Linked DNA regions of Sus scrofa: region 1 is linked to region 2. A link is a contact called in public Hi-C data. All regions are on one chromosome and are shown on one strand. Each heading gives the region's core, a stretch centred on a gene start, on an enhancer-like site or on the middle of the called end of the contact. The rest is flanking DNA. Distances are from core to core; before and after follow the strand shown.

Region 1 (4,286 bases), core at 1,258-3,757, 550 kb after region 2:
CTTGGCCTTGTGGACCTTCCTTCTTGTGGATGATCTAGAAAAATGAGCAGGTAATAAAAACAGCGTAGCAGGCTGGAGTTCCCATCGTGGCTCAGTGGACACTAATCTGACTAGTATCCATGAGGTTTGGGGTTCGATCCCCAGCCTCCCTCAGTGAGTTCAGGATATGGCGTTGCCATAAGCTATGGGTAGGTCACAGAGGAGGCTTGGATCCCTGTGTTGCTGTGCCTGTGGTGTAGGCTGGCAGCTATAGCTCTGATTCAACCCCTAGATTGGGAACCTCCACATGCCATGAGTGCAGCCCTAAAAAGACAAAAACAAAAAAAACAGTATAACAGGCTCTAAGGGGATTGATGAGTGCCTAGGGCGGGGGGCAGTGAAGGCTGCTCTGAAGAGGCTACATTTGAGCTAGACTTAAATGAACAGATCTCAGGAAAGAGCATGACAAGTAGAGTTCAGCAAAAGAGGAGAAGATGAGCTTGTCAGGTCAGCAAAATCACAAGACGGCTAATGTGTCTGGAACAGACAGAGTGAACAAGTGGCTGGGGAAAGATGAGAGTGTTGGGGCACAGTATAGAGTTTGAATTTTGTCCTAAATGATACAATAATCTTATGCAGAGACACAACATACATACTTTCATATAAATTTCATATACATTTATATAAATTTATAAACCTATAAAATTGGAGCTGCTCTGGGACACAAAGGGCTCCCTGCAGCCCCTCTCCCCAAACTTCCCACCTGAGCAGTTTTCGGAAGCATTCTGAGAGAACCCAAGAATTGGTGGAGGTGGAGAGATGACAACTCGATATCCATAATCTAGTCCAACCCTCTAATTTACAGATGGTGAAACCGAGGCTAAGAGGAGGTGAAAGGTGGAAATAGCATTTTAGGAGGGAATGGGGGAAGGGCCCATAGTCACTAAGGGAGGTAGGGATAGGGCCATGGTTCACCAGCTGGAGAACCTGGCCATCCAGGAGTTTACTGACCAGTGGTGGCTGTGAAGACAAAAGTACATCTTCCCTTCATCATGGACTTTGGCTCTGGGGTAATAAATCAGCAGGAAGCACAGAGGAGCCCTCTTTATTTCCTAGCCCACCTCACTTGCATAGGCCAAGTCGGAAGGAGTAAATTCCTTCCCTTCAGGATTAAGAGTGAATTGGGAAGGCTGCCTTGGTTAGCATCTCCGCATTTCCTCTTACAGGCTGTGTTTGTTTTGTTTTGTTTTGTTTTGCCATTTCTAGGGCTGCTCCTGCAGCATATGGAGGTTCCCAGGCTAGGGGTCGAATTGGAGCTGTAGCCTCCAGCCTACACAAGAGCCACAGCAACATGGGATCCGAGCCGTGTCTGCAACCTACACCACAGCTCATGGCAATGCCAGATCCTTAACCCACTGAGCAAGGCAGGGATCGAACCCGAAACCTCATGGTTCCTAGTTGGATTCGTTAACCACTGAGCCACAATGGGAACTCCCAGGCTGTGCTGCTTAACCTTGCGCCCAGACTGAGACTCAAAGCAGCTTAGTAAGAATTCAAAATCTCAGTTTTTTTTTTTTTTTTTTGCCACACCTGTGCAGGCAAGTTCCATCAAACCCATGCCACAGGAGTTCCCATAGTGCCTCAGCAGAAACAAATCTGACTAGTATCCATGAGGATGCAGGTTCAATCCCTGGCTCACTCAGTGGGTTAAGGATCGGGCATTGCCATGAGGTGTGGTGTAGGTCCCAGACTGAGGCTCAGATCCTGAGTTACTGTGGCTGTGGCATAGGCCAGTGGCTATAGTTCCGATTCAACCCCTAGCCTGGGAACCTCCTGCCGTGGAGCATTCAGCCCTAAAAAGACAAAATAGAAAAACAAAAACAAATACCCCCCCAAAAGCCCCACGCCACAGCAGTGACAACACCGGATGCTTAACCCACAGAGCCCCAAGGAAATTCCACATTTTCGGTTCTTTTTTTTCTTTTATGGTGCACCTTCGGCATATGGAATTTCCCAGGCTAGGGGTCCATCCCAGCTGCATCTGCGACCTACACTACAGCTCACAGCAACGCTGTATACTTAACCCATTGAGTGAGGCCAGGGATGGAACCCGCATCCTCATGGATACTAGTTGGGTTCCTATCTGCTGAGCCACAATGGGAACTCACCAAAATTTCGTTAACCATCAGCAATTGGAAAGTCTTGGGGAAGAGACACACAGGGCTAAGATTTAGCCTCCTATGCACATTGGGGTCTTTTCCCGGACAGTCGGCCCCACTGACACATGCCCACTATCTGGGTAGGTCTATCTGGGTACACAGAAACCTAATAGACTGCACCCTCTGTTCATCTGGAGTGATTTCCACAGGAATCTATGCAGACCACTCTCTCCCAAGAGCAGCTAGCCAGCGCTCTATTTTGGTTTCTTTCCTCTGGGTGGTGCAAAGGCCCAACCAAGGGTGTAACCTCAGGGTGGGGCGCTGACTCCACTGCGGGCAGGCTCCAGGAGTGTCTCAATTCCTGCTTCATCCTCTTTCCATTTTGTTGGGCAGACTGGGGCTCAGTAAGACAAAGGCCATCCCTGAAGCGGAAAAGCTCCGCACGGTCGGGAGAACTGGGGACTGAAGGAGGCCAAGAGGCCAAGGCCCGCTAAGACCATGAAGCTGCGGAGCACCGCCAAGGCCTAGAGAGATCCGCCTCTCGAACCCCGGTCCCCCTCCGCTTCCAGCTTCCGGGATGGGCGCGGCTTCCGGTTCCGGCGGTGGGCTACAAAGCTCGGGGCCGGGGAGCTGGTTTCCTTTTCCTGGACCCGGTGGAGGGCCCTCTAGTTTCATCGCGAGCCGCCCGGTCCCCCCGCCCTCTGAGGGGCACCTGCGCAGGTGAACTTCCCTTCCCGCCCCCTGCGCCTCCCCTTCCCCCGCGCACCGTCCGGTAGGAACGGGCGCCGGCGCCGCTGCCCTAGGAGGGGGAGGCCCTGCCCGCGGGGTGTGCCGGCTGCTCGGCCTGCCGTGGCTTTGGGTCCCCGCTTCAGCTCCGGAGGAGGACGGCCCGGTTCTGGAGCCGCAGATGAGCCTTTTCCGGCCAGATTTCTGCCCTCTGAGCCGCACCCAGGTGGTGGGAGGAGTCGGCCCACCTCCCCGCCGGGATGCGGGTGACTTTTGTACCGGGCTGAGTGGTCCCACGCTTTGGACCTTGGGCAAGTCTCCTCTCCTCAAGCCTCAGATTGTTTATCTGAATGGAAATGACAGTAACGGTCCTATCGGGAGCTTTGGACGAGGGAAAGCTGCTGCGGAATGTCTGGCCCGCAATGGCCAACAGCCGGGCAGGCTGCTGTTACTGGAGGCAACTGGGGCGTTGGAGAGTCAGATCGGGAATTTAACCAGAGTCGCTAAGAGGATCACGTAGGGAATGTGAAATGCTCAGCACAGTGTCAGATAGGAAATAAAGGTGCCCTAAACTGGAGGTATTAATTGGTAAGGGTAAGCATTTCGGTCTGGCATGGCAGGTGGGCTTCTAAAAACTGATAGGACTTAATAAGCTAGGTACATTTGCGGAGCTGGTTCATCTTTCAGAACCAACCGTGAGAACCGGCCCACTGACCGTTGAGATTGTACCTAGCAGTCGGATGGTGAAGATCTCCAGTGCTGGGAACTAGAATAATTAGTAAAAGGTGTTTTCCGAAGTGGATTAGGGTTTTCACTCGGAATGATTTGGGGCCAGAGGAGGAAACTGGAAACGACTCCTCTTGAGTTGTGAAAGTAACAGTTATAGTTTACAAGAAAATACAAAAAGATGTATGGAAAATGTTCCCTCTTTTACTGTTCCTGCTCCTCAGAGGTTAAAAAGAATTTCTTTGATAACCTTCCAGGTATTGTTTGTGGATACATCAGGCAGTATATGCTTATGTGTATTTTTATTTCCCCAGATGGGATCATACTATACATATGGAAGGGCACCTTGGTTGTGAGGTTGTGTATTATGAGACAGCTTTACATATCGACTCTCTTAAGCCTCGTTCATGCCTTATAAGGCTGCACAGTATTCCACTGAGTGGTGGACAGTATTTGTTTAATCATTCCCCTGTTGAAGGCTTAGGTTGTTCCCGAGATTTTGTTTTCTTTCAGGGTACCCTTGAGTTTTGGAGATATTCTGCTTTTGTCCTTGTTACCGTGAGTTAGTTAACAACTTACTTTGGGGGATGAGCACATCCTGTTGATTGAATAGAAACCCAGATATGAGAAGAAGCAGTGTACTCGAAGAATCTCTCACCTACAGGGTCCAGAACCAGTTCAAAGACTCCTGGAAAA
Region 2 (4,159 bases), core at 1,550-4,049:
TATATTCTTATCTTTTATTTTTTTAATTAAAAAAAATTTTTTTTGGCTTTTTAGGGCCACATGCGGCATATGGAAGTTCCCAGGCTAGGGGCTGAATCGGAGCTACAGCTGCCAGCCTACACCACAGCCACCGCAACACAGGATCCGAGCTGCGTCTGCAACCTACACCACAGCTCACAGCAATGCCGGATCGTTAACCCACTGAGCAAGGGCAGGGACCGAACCCGCAACCTCATGGTTCCTAGTCGGATTCGTTAACCACTGCGCCACAACGGGAACTCCTTTTTTTTTTTTTTTTTTTTTTTTAATCTTACAGCTGCACCTGTGGCATATGTAAGTTTCCAGGCTAGGAGTCGAATGGGAGCTGCAGCTGCCAACCTATGCCTCAGTTTGCAGCAATGCTGGATCCTTAACCCACTGAGCGAGGCCAGGAATTGAACTCACTTCCTTATGGATACTCATTGAGTTCATTATTGCTGAGCCACAACAAGAACTCTGCGTAATTTTTTTTATACTTTATTTTTTCCCACAAATAAGCATGCAGAGTTTTTATGCTGGAAAAAATCCCCATGTTTAAAAACATAAAATTCATAGAAATCCTTCTTTGTAAATGAGATGGATAGGTTCTCAATTCTTTGAAGAACAACCATTAGTTTGCTTTGGGGAAGTCATGGAGGCTCAAGGACAACCAAGCTGGGCACCCACAGAAATTGCCTCCAAATCCTTGGGGCGAGCTTTTTGGCTTTTCTTGTAGTAAAAGTGGATGATACATCCTGTTTGGCTGTTTGGTGTAGGGGCGCCAACAGTGTACACCAACCCACATGACAGCTCTGTGACCACAGGAATGTCCCTCAGAAACTCAGCTTTCATGTGTAACATAGCCACGGGGGTCCTTAACCTCATAGTTCGTAAAAACAACAACCCTAGCAGGCCCCGTAATATGCATTATGTCCATTTTCTCTAACTCCTATTTTACAATTGAGGGCATTGTGGCTTAAAGAGATTAAGCAGCTCCCCTGAGATCACAAGTGGTGTCAAATTCAAACTGGGGCCCCTAGCTTCAGAGACTGGGCTGCCTCCACCCTGCCAGGCAGCCTCCGGTGGCTGAATGCACTTTGAGGCCTGAAAAAGGCTATATCCATGTGGGCTGCTGTTATGGTGATGACAACGGGGCAGATTATTTTGCTGTGAATTCCGAAATGCTTTTGTGCTGATATATTTAGAACCTTCTGTGAAAGATGAGACTGAAAAAGAGATGGCTGATTAGATTCTGTTTTGATTTGTGAAAAGTGCCTGCCACAGAAATCTCATTTCCTGTTGGATTTAGCCTCTTAAGAAGGGTCTGCAGGGAAGGGGTTCTAGATAGATTGGGTTTGATTTCTCACTCCCAGATGTCCAGCTCTGTGGCCTAAGGCAAGTTGTCTCCCCCTCAGAGCCTCAGTTTCCTCATCTGTAAGTGAGAACAGTCATCCCTATAGCTGGTGCGGGTGACCCTGAAGGTTAGGTGGGATGATGTGGGTAAGGTGCCATATCCCACTGGGCAGACCACTTGGGGTCATGAGTTTGGATCTCCTGGGGGGGTTATTTAACTAGCCTGGGGGAGGGGCTCGATCAAGGCTGTTTCCCTTTATGACTATTATTATCCCAGCTTCTAGGAGGTATGCCTGAGTAACCTTGGGCCTGGCAGCCCAAGTTGCCCCATACCCTAAGCCAGCCCTCCAGAGGAGTTGTGACTTGGTGTCAGTTCACTGGGAGGTCCTAAGCCTCTTCTCAACGGCTCCCTTGGTCGGCCTGGCAGAAGTCCTCCTGGACTGGGTTGCTCCAGCCCTCTCTAAGCTGTTTTTCAGGAGGCAGATCCCAGGGCCCCCTTGGGCATCCTTCATATTTCCAACTCGGTCCCGCCCACCTGCCAGAGTCCAAGCTCCACCAGGGCTGAGGTCACTTCCCAGGATTTTCCCAGCTCAGCCCCGCAGGGGAGAAGAGCAGAAAGCAGCCACACTCACTGCTTTGCCATCAGAGAGGGAGGTGGTAGGCATACTGAGACCCAGAGGGACAGACCACAGTAGGGGAGGAAAGGGGCTTTCTGAGCAGGCTGAAGAGGGGCAGGGAATGAGGGGGCAGAGGCTAGGCTCCTCCCCCCAGGAAACTCAGGGACTGGGGGAAAGAGGGAGAATGGGGTAATGCCTACTAGACAGGGTGACCAACCGTCCTAGTTTGTCCAGGATGGATGGATTCCCAGGCTTTCCATGCTACAACTGGGACAGTTGCATTAGACTCAGCCACTAATGGACTCTGTGACCCTGGGCGAGTCCCCCAGCACTCAGTAATGGCCCCTTCTGTGAGGAGGCAACAGGACCAGTTCACCTCTGCAGGATCCTTCAACTCTGCCACCTGGGCTGTGGCCCCAAGTAGCAGGTGGTCCGGAGGATTTGGGGACACGCAGAGCCGGGGTGGGGAGGCCGGTGGTGGGGAGCACAGCGCCTCTGGAGCATTTCTATCCCCGAAAGGCTTCTTCCCCGGAGCCCAGAGCGATCCAGAGCTGCCAGCACTGACCCCCTCCCTCCCGGCTGGCAGGATGGGGGCGGGGCGGGGGCGGCACCAGCGCGCATGCCTGGTCGGCCGGGGCTGGGGGCTCGCGGAAGCCCGCGGCTCCTACCTGCAGGTGATTCGGGTACACGTCGCCCTCGGAGAGGGAGTCCACCAGGTCCTCCTCGTCCAGCGTAGCCCGCTTGTAGGTCGACATCTGCAAGGCCAAGTGCAGCACAGACTCTCTCAGCGCCTCCATGGCTCTCGCGCCCAAATGGGGAGAATGGGGAAGCGGCCACCAGCCGCCTCCGCCGCCGCGCCCCGCCCCGGCCGGCCGGCCGGGACACCGAGACCGGCCCACGGACCGGCCCGCAGCGGGGGAGGGGGATCCCGCCTCCCTCCGCCACCCCACTCCCCGCGTATGCAACGCCGCGCCTCACCCCCAGCGCCGACAGCGCGGCGACCACCGGGTACGGCGGCCACAAGCTCCGCATGCTGCGCCCCGCGACGCCCCGGTCGCCGCCGCCGCCACCGCCACCGACACCACCGCGCCCGCTGGGCTGGCTGGTCGGGCCGGGCTGTGGGGCTGGGCCGGGCATCGCACCACCTTCGCGGGCGGGGCCTGATCGGTGAGGCTCTTGTTTCCCTCCCTGGCCCCACGGGGAGACCCCCGCCCCAAGGCCCGAGAGTCTCCGCGGAGGGGGTGGCTATTCCCTTTCCCAAAGGTCGCGGGAGAGTCCCCCACCCCTAGCAGGCAGGAAGGGGGCTCACAACCATCCCTCCTTCTAAGAAACGTTATACCCCCCCCTTCAATAAACCTCTAGGGCAGATACCAAAAATCAGGTATTAGGAAAGTGCTCCTAATTTGGAACCCAACAGTCGAGAGAGAGATTCCTTAGGTGTGTTGAGGGGAGCCTTTCTAACCTTTCAGAGCTAGAAAGGTTAGAAAAAAAAAAAAAAAAAAAAGGTGGGATAAAAAAGGTTTGTGCCTTCCCTCTCATTTCCCTCTTCCTCTAGCTCAGGGGTCTTTAAGCCAGAGTTCATGATGATCTCAGAAAATTCCAGAGATCTCCTCTGACCTAGAATGAAAAACGTTATGTGTGTGCATTCAGGTGGGTGGCCCCCAGGCTCCAAGGTGTGACTTTATTCCCCCAAACATTACGAACTCCAGCTTTGGGGCTATTCAAAAACCAGGGAGGTGACCCTTGCCTCCACCTTGTCTCAGATGTGGGGTGCTCAGGCAGGGACTCCCGGGCACCCAGCACTCCCTTTCCCACTCAAGACCCCAGAAACTCATGACCCAGCAGTTTTCCAAAGGACTCTCCATGTCCAGCGAGACCAGGAGTCCAAAGCTTGCTTCTGTTCATCCCCATAGTTGACTCACAGTCACGCCTATGTGTGATGGAACAGGCTCAGAGGGCCGGGGTGACTTCCAGGGTCACAACCACAGTGAAAGCTCCTGAGGTCTCCTGACTTCCCCTCCTGCCCTCTCATAGCCTTCTCTGAAGCCAGAGTAATTTTCCTTTAAGAGGAAATTCTGACCCTGTTACCCTTGCTTAAACTCTGTGGGGACAGTCCCTTGACTAGTCCGCCATGGCCCCTCCCCACCCCGACCTCATCTTGTGCTGCTCCC

The links. Hi-C and Micro-C count contacts between places; a contact is called where the count stands out from the background.
Region 1: a Hi-C map of epiblast stem cells shows a contact between it and region 2, with 1.8 times the contacts expected there. The contact joins the promoter of LOC100627283 here to the promoter of ECE1 in region 2. A contact is called at or near these places in 1 of 47 Hi-C or Micro-C datasets (epiblast stem cells) and 1 of 2 datasets of contacts at active chromatin or transcription factors (alveolar macrophages).

Annotation. Positions count from the first base shown.
Region 1 is chr6:80,009,705-80,013,990 of Sscrofa11.1, forward strand. It overlaps LOC100627283 (SCAN domain-containing 1-like), which reads left to right and starts at 2,508. Exons shown (of 2, transcript NM_001243578.1): 1 at 2,508-2,858.
Region 2 is chr6:79,463,028-79,467,186 of Sscrofa11.1, forward strand. It overlaps ECE1 (endothelin-converting enzyme 1), which reads right to left and starts at 2,800. Exons shown (of 20, transcript XM_021097679.1): 1 at 2,657-2,800. The coding sequence starts at 2,785.